Regions from separate parts of the Mus musculus genome. Here all the other regions are linked to region 3. The links are chromatin contacts, called in public Hi-C maps. All regions are on one chromosome and are shown on one strand. Each heading gives the region's core, a stretch centred on a gene start, on an enhancer-like site or on the middle of the called end of the contact. The rest is flanking DNA. Distances are from core to core; before and after follow the strand shown. Region 1 overlaps Clic4 (chloride intracellular channel 4 (mitochondrial)). Region 2 holds the start of Sesn2 (sestrin 2). Region 3 holds the start of Gpn2 (GPN-loop GTPase 2).

The links. Hi-C and Micro-C count contacts between places; a contact is called where the count stands out from the background.
Region 1: a contact with region 3 is called in a Hi-C map of B cells, with 6 read pairs. The contact joins the enhancer-like site here to the promoter of Gpn2 in region 3. A contact is called at or near these places in 2 of 39 promoter capture datasets (liver and pre-B cells) and 1 of 484 Hi-C or Micro-C datasets (B cells).
Region 2: a Hi-C map of CD8 T cells shows a contact between it and region 3, with 8 times the contacts expected there. The contact joins the promoter of Sesn2 here to the promoter of Gpn2 in region 3.

The regions. Positions count from the first base shown.
Region 1 is chr4:135,237,749-135,240,802 of GRCm38.p6, forward strand. Clic4 (chloride intracellular channel 4 (mitochondrial)) reads right to left here. Exons shown (of 6, transcript NM_013885.2): 2 at 1,114-1,223. Among named protein-coding and RNA genes, the nearest start is that of Clic4, 33 kb to the right of the region's middle. Within about 2 kb of position 1,558, at least 57 of the 459 cell types and tissues checked have an H3K27ac peak or open chromatin away from gene starts, as enhancers often do. A contact at or near this core is called in B cells and liver, where this site is marked.
Region 2 is chr4:132,509,038-132,511,988 of GRCm38.p6, forward strand. It overlaps Sesn2 (sestrin 2), which reads right to left and starts at 1,419. Exons shown (of 10, transcript NM_144907.1): 1 at 1,027-1,419. The coding sequence starts at 1,116.
Region 3 is chr4:133,582,943-133,586,058 of GRCm38.p6, forward strand. Gpn2 (GPN-loop GTPase 2) reads left to right here and starts at 1,431. Exons shown (of 5, transcript NM_133884.2): 1 at 1,431-1,927; 2 at 2,968-3,116. The coding sequence starts at 1,517. Gpatch3 (G patch domain containing 3) reads left to right here. Exons shown (of 7, transcript NM_172876.2): 6 at 40-167; 7 at 677-1,300. The coding sequence ends at 890.

The DNA.
Region 1 (3,054 bases), core at 308-2,807, 1.7 Mb after region 3:
TATTACAGTACATTTATAAACATGATAGTTCCACAGCCAGACCCTTGAGTTCTCACTGGTGTAAACTTAAAAAATTTTAATTTTAGTGTGTGTATGTTGCCTACATGTCTATTTGTGTACCATTTGCATGTTGCATGTTTGGTGCCCCCAGAGGCCAGAAGAGGGTGTCTGATCACCTGGAACTAGAGTTACAAATGGTTGTGAGCTGCCATGAAGATGCTAGGAATTAAACCTGGTCCTCTGGAAGTCCAACTCTCCAGCCCGGGACAGGCTCTCGTTCTGAACCCGGAGCTCCACGGTTTAGCCAGGCTGACTGGCTAGAGAGCTCCTGCTCTCTGTCTTTGGGGACGATGGGAACAGAAGTGTTCTTCAAAAATATGGGGGTGGGGGGGAGGACCGGGGGACAAGTTCCTGAGGGAATGAGGGGCATCCTACTTATCAGAACTCTTCTTGGCCTCCCTTAATCTGGCCTCTAGAGAGAAACCTAGACACACATCTTCAACTAGCAAGACTGCTCTTATTTTATACCAGAAGTGCTGTAATATCACAGAAAATATACTATTACCTAAAAACTAGGCTAAATGAAACAGACCACATTATTCAGCTCTCTAAAACTCCTATTCTTGCCTTCCCTACCTCAAACTGCAATTGGACCCCATGTGTGTGCTAGCTGGGAGGGGGCTCTAATCCTAAGCTGTGCCACCCCCTCAAAGCCCCCACAGAGATCCAGATGCTACCATTCACAATTAGCAGACTTTGTCAGCCAGAAGGCAGAGCTCTTGGTGGCTTGTGTTTACGCTGAGAAACTCAAGGGTTTCACTGCTTGTACACTAAACCTTGGCCTTCAGGGCTCCTCAGAGGTTTAAGGTAACCAGGTTCCAAGGGAGATTCACCCACATGCAGCCACGGGTAGCAAACACACCAAGAGAAAAACTAGGACTCGGGGTGACACTGTAAATCGACCCGAATGTTTATACAAGTTAAATCTTAAACAGAAAACCTGAGTAACTTCTGTGTCCTTCATGTGCAATCAAAGCAGAGGGCAGGAAAGGATCCATGCTGATGGTAAACTGCACACTCGAGAGCCGACTTCACAGCACAGGCAAGCCTTACCTTTTCAGGTCAACGGTTGTGACACTGAACACGACTCCTTTGAGCCAAAGGATCATGAAGAGCCTCTGTGAAAAGGGGCAGTTTCCAATGCTTTCACCATCACTTCCGGCCTGGAGGCAGAGCAAACATTAAAGACAAGGTCAAAACGATGACACGCAAGCAGCAGAGCTGCCGATGAATTCCAACCAGAATATTAGGAGCGACAAGGAGGGGGCACATGCAGGGTGTAGTGATAATGGGCTTTCCTGTGCCTCTCTACTGCAACTTTCCAATGTGGCAGCCAGCAGCAACAGCTGGCTAATGACTACTTAAAACGGGGATGTACCAGTGTGGTGAAAATTTCATTTTACTTATCTTGAAAAGCCACACTTGGCTAAGAGATGTGTGATGGTCTGATGAAGATGCCCCCCTGTTGTTTCTGTCATTTGAACACTTGAAAACAGCTTGTGGCGCTGTTTGGAAATGATTAGGAGGGGTGGCCTTGGTGGAGGAAGTATGTCACTGGGGGTAGGCTATAAGCCATGGTTTATTTATAGTTTGAGATGTGAGCTCTCTCTCAATGGCTGCTCCAGCAGCCAAGCCTGGTGCCCACTGTCACATTTCCCCACTGTGGTAGTGATAACTCCTATTCCTCTAGAGCCCTTAAAGGGCTTATTTACCGGTCCTTCTAGGAGTTGCCGTGGTCATGGTTTTTATCACAGCAATAGAAAATTAACTAAAGGCTGCTATGTTGAGAAGCGCATCATACCCAAGGACACATACACTGAGTAGCCCTGGCTGTCCTGGAACTTGCTCTGTTGACCAAGCTGGCCTCCAATTAAGTCCTTGGTGTAGGTTCCGTCAGACTGCCTTGTTTGTCCAAGTGTTGAGATTAAAGGTATGCACCACCACTGCCTGGAAACAGCATTTTTTATAAGGCAACATGAAACAAGGAAATGTATAATGTCTGTCTTCAAAGAGTTAAATAATTGCCGATCACCATAATCAAAGGTGGTAGAGTCTGGTGGTGGTGGCACATGCCTTTAATCCCAGCTCTTGGGAGGCAGAGGCAGGCGGATTTCTGAGTTCGAGGCCAGCCTGGTCTACAGTGAGTTCCAGGACAGCGGGGGCTACAAAGAGAAATCTTGTCTGAAAAAAAAAAAAAAAAAAAACCAAAAACAAAACCCTACACCCATGTTATTTCATGGAGCAAGAAAATAACCAGACACTTGTATAAGCATTTTTGAAATCCTGTTTAAATGAAGCAGTTTACTGCCCTGAGCACAATGATGGACGAGCAGCCTTCTGAAGTTCAAGCCAGACAAATCTTTAATTTTATCAAACATGCCCCAAGATTCAAAGGGAGATGGGGAGACAGGTGTGGTGTCACACACCTGCAATCCCGGCACTTGAGAGGCAGAGGCAGGAGGATCAGGAGTTCAAAGTCGTCTTTTACTACAGAGCAGGTTGGAGGCCAGCCTGAGCCATCCCACCCTGTCTTAGGAGAAAGACACTCCAGCTCATCTTCATTCTGATCACTTCAGCCAGTCCTCCACAGAGGTGGCCATTCACAATGGCAGCCAAGAGCGCTGCTTTCTCAGCCTGGTTCATCTGCATCTTTGGGGGTTTGGTCTTACCACAGCAAAAAGGGAAACAGGAAATATGGAAGTCCCCTGCTTGTTTACTTACACACACACACACACACACACACACACACACACACGGCAAACACAGCCATATGAGTGTCTATGAGCAGAAGGCGATTTGCATTACCACTCCCTGTGCAACATTTGGGTGGAAAAAGCATCTAAAACAGTAATATGTTTTAAATAAATTGAGTCTACAAAAACATACTTTGTTTCTTTTCTCTCCCTCCACAGACAAAGCCTGTCACTTCTTAAAACAAACTATAATAATTGGTGAGACACATCTGGGGCTGGGGGGGAGGGGGCACTATTTTCC
Region 2 (2,951 bases), core at 169-2,668, 1.1 Mb before region 3:
CGGCAATAGACCTTCCACACTGCTCTAGGCTTAGAAAATCAAAAAGGATCAGTATCTTCTGCAGTGCCAAGCATTCTCCAAAATCCTAGTCACACACAGTCCAGAGAATGAGGGCTAGGCCTCTCTCTGTCCCTTTCGGGCCTCAATTTTCTCATTCTGTAAAATGGGGTTAAAATACGTTTTGTATTTGCTGTCTTTGTCAGACAAAACCTATATCCTGGCATCTAGTAGGTGCTCCATACACGACATAGACTATGTCCACTATCGAGACTGCTGGGAGGGAGACGGGGGCTTTATACTGGCATTATACCTTGTCTCCCTGTGAAGTCTCTCTACGCTCTGAGGAGACAGCAAAACAAACTTTGAGGACCCCAGAACAATTTAATAGGAAGCAATCTATCAAGGGACCAAGGGTTATCCGCTTTCTCCCCTAGCTCTCTCAGGCTGCCGCCGCCGAGGATCAGGCCGCCAGCCAGACCCATAAAGCACTCGGACCAGTCTCCAGATCGGGGGTGCAGGTAAGGACTGAAAAAGGGAATCGACCTTCCCTGGTCAGTCCCAGGTGGTTTACTCCCTTCGCTGAGCGACAGGACCAGAAACCGATCCTAGAAAGAGCTCCCAGCCCGCCTGCCCCCACCGAGAGGAAGGGATTCTGCGGAAGGGGGCGGGGAGGAGGAGTGGTCGGGTCTCTCCGGCCGGGATTTGCCTGGACTTGAAGACGCTCGCTTTAGCAGAGAACAAACCCAAAGAGCCACGAGAAGGCGTCCCCTCTCATTGGCCAGGAGTCCGAAGGAGCCAGGGAGGGCTCCGCATCCCCCTCCCTCCCAGGGTGGTAGTGGGGAGGGTAAAGAGAGAGAGGGCAGTGGGGAGGGGAAGGGAGAGCGGAGGCTGCAGTTGATGCAACCCTAGCCCTAGCTTACGTGCTCTCAGACCCTAAGCCCGGGGGGAGCGCACCAGACTTAGACCGGGTCTGCCCGAAGCTCGGCGGTGGCTGGAGGAGAGCGGGTTCGCCCGGCTGTTGCTTACCTCTCGGGTCTCGGGGCCGGCCACACCACCCCTGGTGAACGGCAGGTAGCCCTTGATCTCGGAATGGCACTCGGAGTCCGCTACGATCATGGTGTACGCCAGGACCCGGCCGCGGCTCGTCCGCGCCTGGGACACCCGAGGGGTCTAGGTCGGGCGCGCACAGGAGGCCGGGACTAGGGGTCGCCGGGGAAGCTCGAGATCCCCGGGCTGTCTCTCGGGATTAGGAGAACCGGCGCTACGGCGATAGACACTCCTTTCAGCCCAGCTTGGAAAACTGCGGCCGGCCTCGGAGGCCTGAGATTGGCCGCGGCGCAGAGGTTTTCACGGCCCGGAGTGCCTCGGAAGTCCGCAGTGGCCAGCGCTGCTCGGGAAGCCGGCGCTCCTCACCATCCCCACCACGGAACTGCCAGCGCTCGCCCGGCTCTGTCAGCCCGCTGCGGTCCCTGGGGGAGGGCGGGGACACAAAAGTCCCACGGCGCAGCCAATCAGATGCCTGTTTCTCGGGGAGGCGGAGCCGACACCTCCCTCCGGAGCCAACCTTCCGTCCAATCAGCATCGACAAGCGCCTGGGAACTCTGGGAGCTGTAGTTGGCCTCGCACAGATGCTGCAAACTTTTGCATGAAGGCGTTAGTCAGGTCTCTGGCAATACCAGATGAGAGTGACAGCCCAAGGAGTCATTAGGGCTGCGTGATGAAACGGGACTTCACGGGGCTGGGCCAGACAGCCAGGTGTGAAATCCCTTCTGAGTAAGTTCTTCAGCTTTCCAGTTCCTGGAGGGACTGGTTAGGTCTGCAGAGAGTTCTAACCACACACATCCAGTTCTTCTAATTATAGATCAAAACCCACAAATTTGAAGCCAAGAGCCACCACCCTGTCCCCTCAGGCCCTGAGGGATCTGCACCTTCAGAAACACTAAACCAAGGAAATCACCTTATTTGTGGAGTCTCTGGAAAAGCCCTCACTGAAATACCCTTGACAATCTCAAATTTAATCTCAATCCTCATTGCTACAATTTCCCCTCTTCTGTCCTGCCTTGGGTGCCTTCACACCGCCTTCCACCCTCCAGGCACTCATGGAAACTTTGTAACTTAGGTGTTTGGCTTGATCTATTTCTCACTTCTCCCTCTGGCCACTCCTCTCTGACTCCTCTTTTTCCATCCACTCCCTAAACGTGGGTGCTCTCCTAGTTTCTGTTTTTAGCCCTCTTTTTCTCTAGACATTCACTCTCATGACTTCCCTACACTCACCTCTTCCATCCAGATCTCAGCACTTTACCCTTGATTCACCCATTCACTTCTACTCATCTCCTTCGCGGTTTTTCTTCAGGCCTCTCCCGTTTCAAGTTTCTCTTTATTCTGGTTAAGGAGTCCTAGACAGAGCTGGAGCTGATTAATCCTCTCAGTTCCTGCCTGAAATAGTCTTGAGTTTAGGCTTATGATACCAAAGGTGATCTCCTGACTTGGTCTAATGCCTTCTGTAGGGAAGGGAGTTCACCTGCATGCTCCTTAGAGCCCTAAACTCGGGCTGGACCTTTCTCTCTGTGTTTTAATACTTTCCATACTGTAACTTGTGTTGTCATATTCTGTGTATTTGTCTTATCTGAAAGTTTTTATTATAAACTTGTTGAGGGCAGTGTCTACATTTAGACTTTTTTTTTTTCTTTCTACCTTATGCCACCTGGCACAACGTGCTTCTAATAATATACCCTTGGCCACTGAATATCCCTTTGGGTTAATTCTTTTCTAAACAACTCTATATCAGATTCAGCTTTCTCCTTAAAAACATAGACTCAGCCGGGCATGGTGGCACACGCCTTTAGTCCCAGCACTTGGGAGGCAGAGGCAGGTGGATTTCTGAGTTCAAGGCCAACCTGGTCTACAGAGTGAGTTCCAGGACAGCCAGGGCTACACAGAAGCCTGTCTCA
Region 3 (3,116 bases), core at 181-2,680:
GCCACTTCTTTCTCTGGACTCTCGCTTCTTCCTTTGCAGGGCATCGGCCGGAAGGTGATGGAGCGCCAGGGCTGGGCTGAAGGCCAGGGCCTGGGCAGCAGGTGCTCCGGGGTGCCTGAGGCCCTGGATGGAGATGGCCAGCATCCTAGATGCAAGCGCGGCTTGGGGTGAGTGCACCTGAGGGGCTCCCTAGGCCATTGTCCAGCTGTGCTGCTGTCTGCTTTCCCTCTTGCCATTGTTTTGAGGTGGGTGTGGGCCCCTCTAAATGAACAGCTTCACAGCAGGTGTAGAAATAGATGACACTGTCCTTATTTTCATTTTAAACCCAATCCTACAACTTAAAGGATCACGGGGCCCTCAGGGAAGTCATTTCCTCAAGTCTGGGTTTTGGCTTCATAAGGGAGTCTGTTGTGGAAATGAAAATTCCCAGGTCCCTGATAGTTGACACTCCTCTCCAGAGGCTGGAGAGCAGAATTTGGAGACAATGCTTTGTCTTTGGTGCTGGAGGTGTGGCTCAGGAGTGAGTGTGTCCTTGCCCCGGGTTCTTGTGCTATGAGCATGAGACCGCTCTGATAGAACAAACCAGATATGTAGTAATTACTTCCTGTCTCTTGCTAACCTCTTTACTGGGCTTTGAAGAGAGCAGCCTTCTCACCAAGAGCTCTGTTTTATCCAGATACCATGGAGAGAAGTTACAGCCATTTAGGCAACTGAAGAGGCCCCGTCGAACTGGCTTGGGGCTCATTTCCACCATCTATGATGAGCCTCTGCCCCAAGACCAGGGGGAGACCTTGCTCCGGCGCCAGCCACCCACCAGCATGAAGTTTCGGACAGATATGACTTTTGTGAAGGGTTCTAGCTGTGCCTTGGACAGACCTGAGCCCGAGTGAGCCTATGTCCTTGGTCAGGATCACTCTGCGGCAGGGACTTAGCCCTCTGCCTGGATCTTGCCCTGTGGACCTGAGAAGCAGCCCAGAGCCTGGGAGCAGCCCTGAGCATGCCCAGTTTCTCTACCTCAAAGATGATATCACCAAAAGCCCCTCCGTCTCCTGGGGTGTTTGTGCCTAAAGGCCTTCCCTTGGTCTCCAGGCCCTAGTGCTTGTTTGGGTTTGCCCAGAACAGTGAAGATCTGGACTGCCTGTGGCACCGTCCAGTCGGGTTTGAGGGTTGTCTGAAGAGCTCCGTGAAGCTGGGAAAGGGGACCAGAGAATTGATCCAGAGAGCGTCGCGGTCCCTTACCACGTCTACCCTCTGCCTAGAGACGGATCGGTGCGAGAATAAACCAGTTTACCCGGCATGGAGATCTGCCTTAGTGAAGCCTGGGGAAATCTTAAAACCGGAGGTGTGCGGTTGCGTGACCACAGCCTATGCCGTGGCCGTGTGGGTGGGACTTCCTCTCCAGACAAGTTCCGGCGGAATCCGGAAGTCGGAACTTTTCCCTTCCTTGCCGGGTAGTTTGTTCGTTTTTCTGCTTGAGTTTACTTGGTGAGGCGCCCGTGGGCTGCCAGCTCCACCCATGGCGGGGGCCGCCCCGACTACGGCCTTCGGGCAGGCAGTGATCGGGCCCCCGGGCTCGGGGAAGACCACGTACTGCCTGGGCATGAGTGAGTTCCTGCGCGCTCTGGGGCGGCGCGTGGCGGTGGTGAACCTGGACCCCGCTAACGACGGACTGCCTTACGAGTGTGCGGTGGACGTGGGCGAGCTGGTGGGGCTGGGCGACGTGATGGACGCGCTGCGCCTGGGGCCCAACGGTGGCCTGCTCTACTGCATGGAGTACCTGGAAGCCAACCTGGACTGGCTGCGCGCCAAGCTGGAGCCCCTGCGAGGCCACTACTTTCTCTTCGACTGCCCCGGCCAGGTGGAGCTCTGCACGCACCACACCGCCCTACGCAGCATCTTCTCCCAAATGGCCCAGTGGGACCTCAGGGTGTGTCTCGGGTCGGGCAGAAGGAATCCCTGAGACCGGGAGGCGGATAGGTGCCACGCCCCCAAGTTACATTGGGAGATAGCGGCTGAGTTAAGTTTGAAGCAGAACTAAAGCCTCTGAGATAGAATTTTAGCTCGGCCCCAACTCATTTCATGGTCTTGGAAAGTCCTTTCACTCAGTTTTGTCATCTCTAAAATGAATGTGACAGTTCCCAATTTTAAAAACAGTGGAAGTGACTACACAGAAAGTGGCTTAGTGATTGGTTAGTTGGTGTTCAGAAGTGTGATGAAAGAGTAGAGAGGTAGGTGCAGTGTGATTTGAACCCTTTGTCCACTGCAGGAACTGTGCAAGAGACCTTGGAAGAGGTGTTGGAGATTAGCTCAGTGGTAGAGAACTTGTCTAACAAGCAGAGGCCACAGTCCCTGGGTTTGGTCCCCAGAATAGTAGGAAGGACAAAATGGTAAAATTGCCCCCTATCTTCTTGGAGGAGGACATGATGTTATTAAATTTAAATTAAGTTGCCTGGCGGTGGTGGTGCACGCCTTTAATCCCAGCATTTGGGAGGCAGAGGCAGGCTGATTTCTGAGTTCGAGGCCAGCCTGGTCTACAGAGTGAGTTCTAGGACAGCCAGGACTACACGGAGAAACCCTGTCTTGGAAAAAAAAAATTAAGAACAAGAGGCAGGAAAATATCTCAGGCCTGTAACCCCAGCAATGTGGTGTGGAGGCAGAAAGAGTTCTGGGCCATCAAGCCCTGTCTCAAGCAGGCACATGAACAGGAAATAGAACAGTACTAAGGAAGGAATAGAACAGTACTAAGGAAGGAATAAAACAGTACTAAGGAAGGAATAGAACAGTACTAAGGAAGGAATAGAACAGTACTAAGGAAGGAATAGAACAGTACTAAGGAAGGAATAGAACAGTACTAAGGAAGGGTACACTGGATCCGTGGGCTGCCAGGCTCTCGAGGGAGATGTGGGCTCAGAAGTGTCCTCCCTCACCAGGTCAGTCTTCCTCTCACCCTGTACCTTCTGCTCACAGCTGACTGCTGTCCACCTTGTGGATTCTCACTACTGCACAGACCCAGCCAAGTTCATCTCCGTCCTGTGTACCTCCCTGGCCACCATGCTGCACGTGGAATTGCCCCACATCAACCTCCTCTCCAAGATGGACCTTATTGAACACTATGG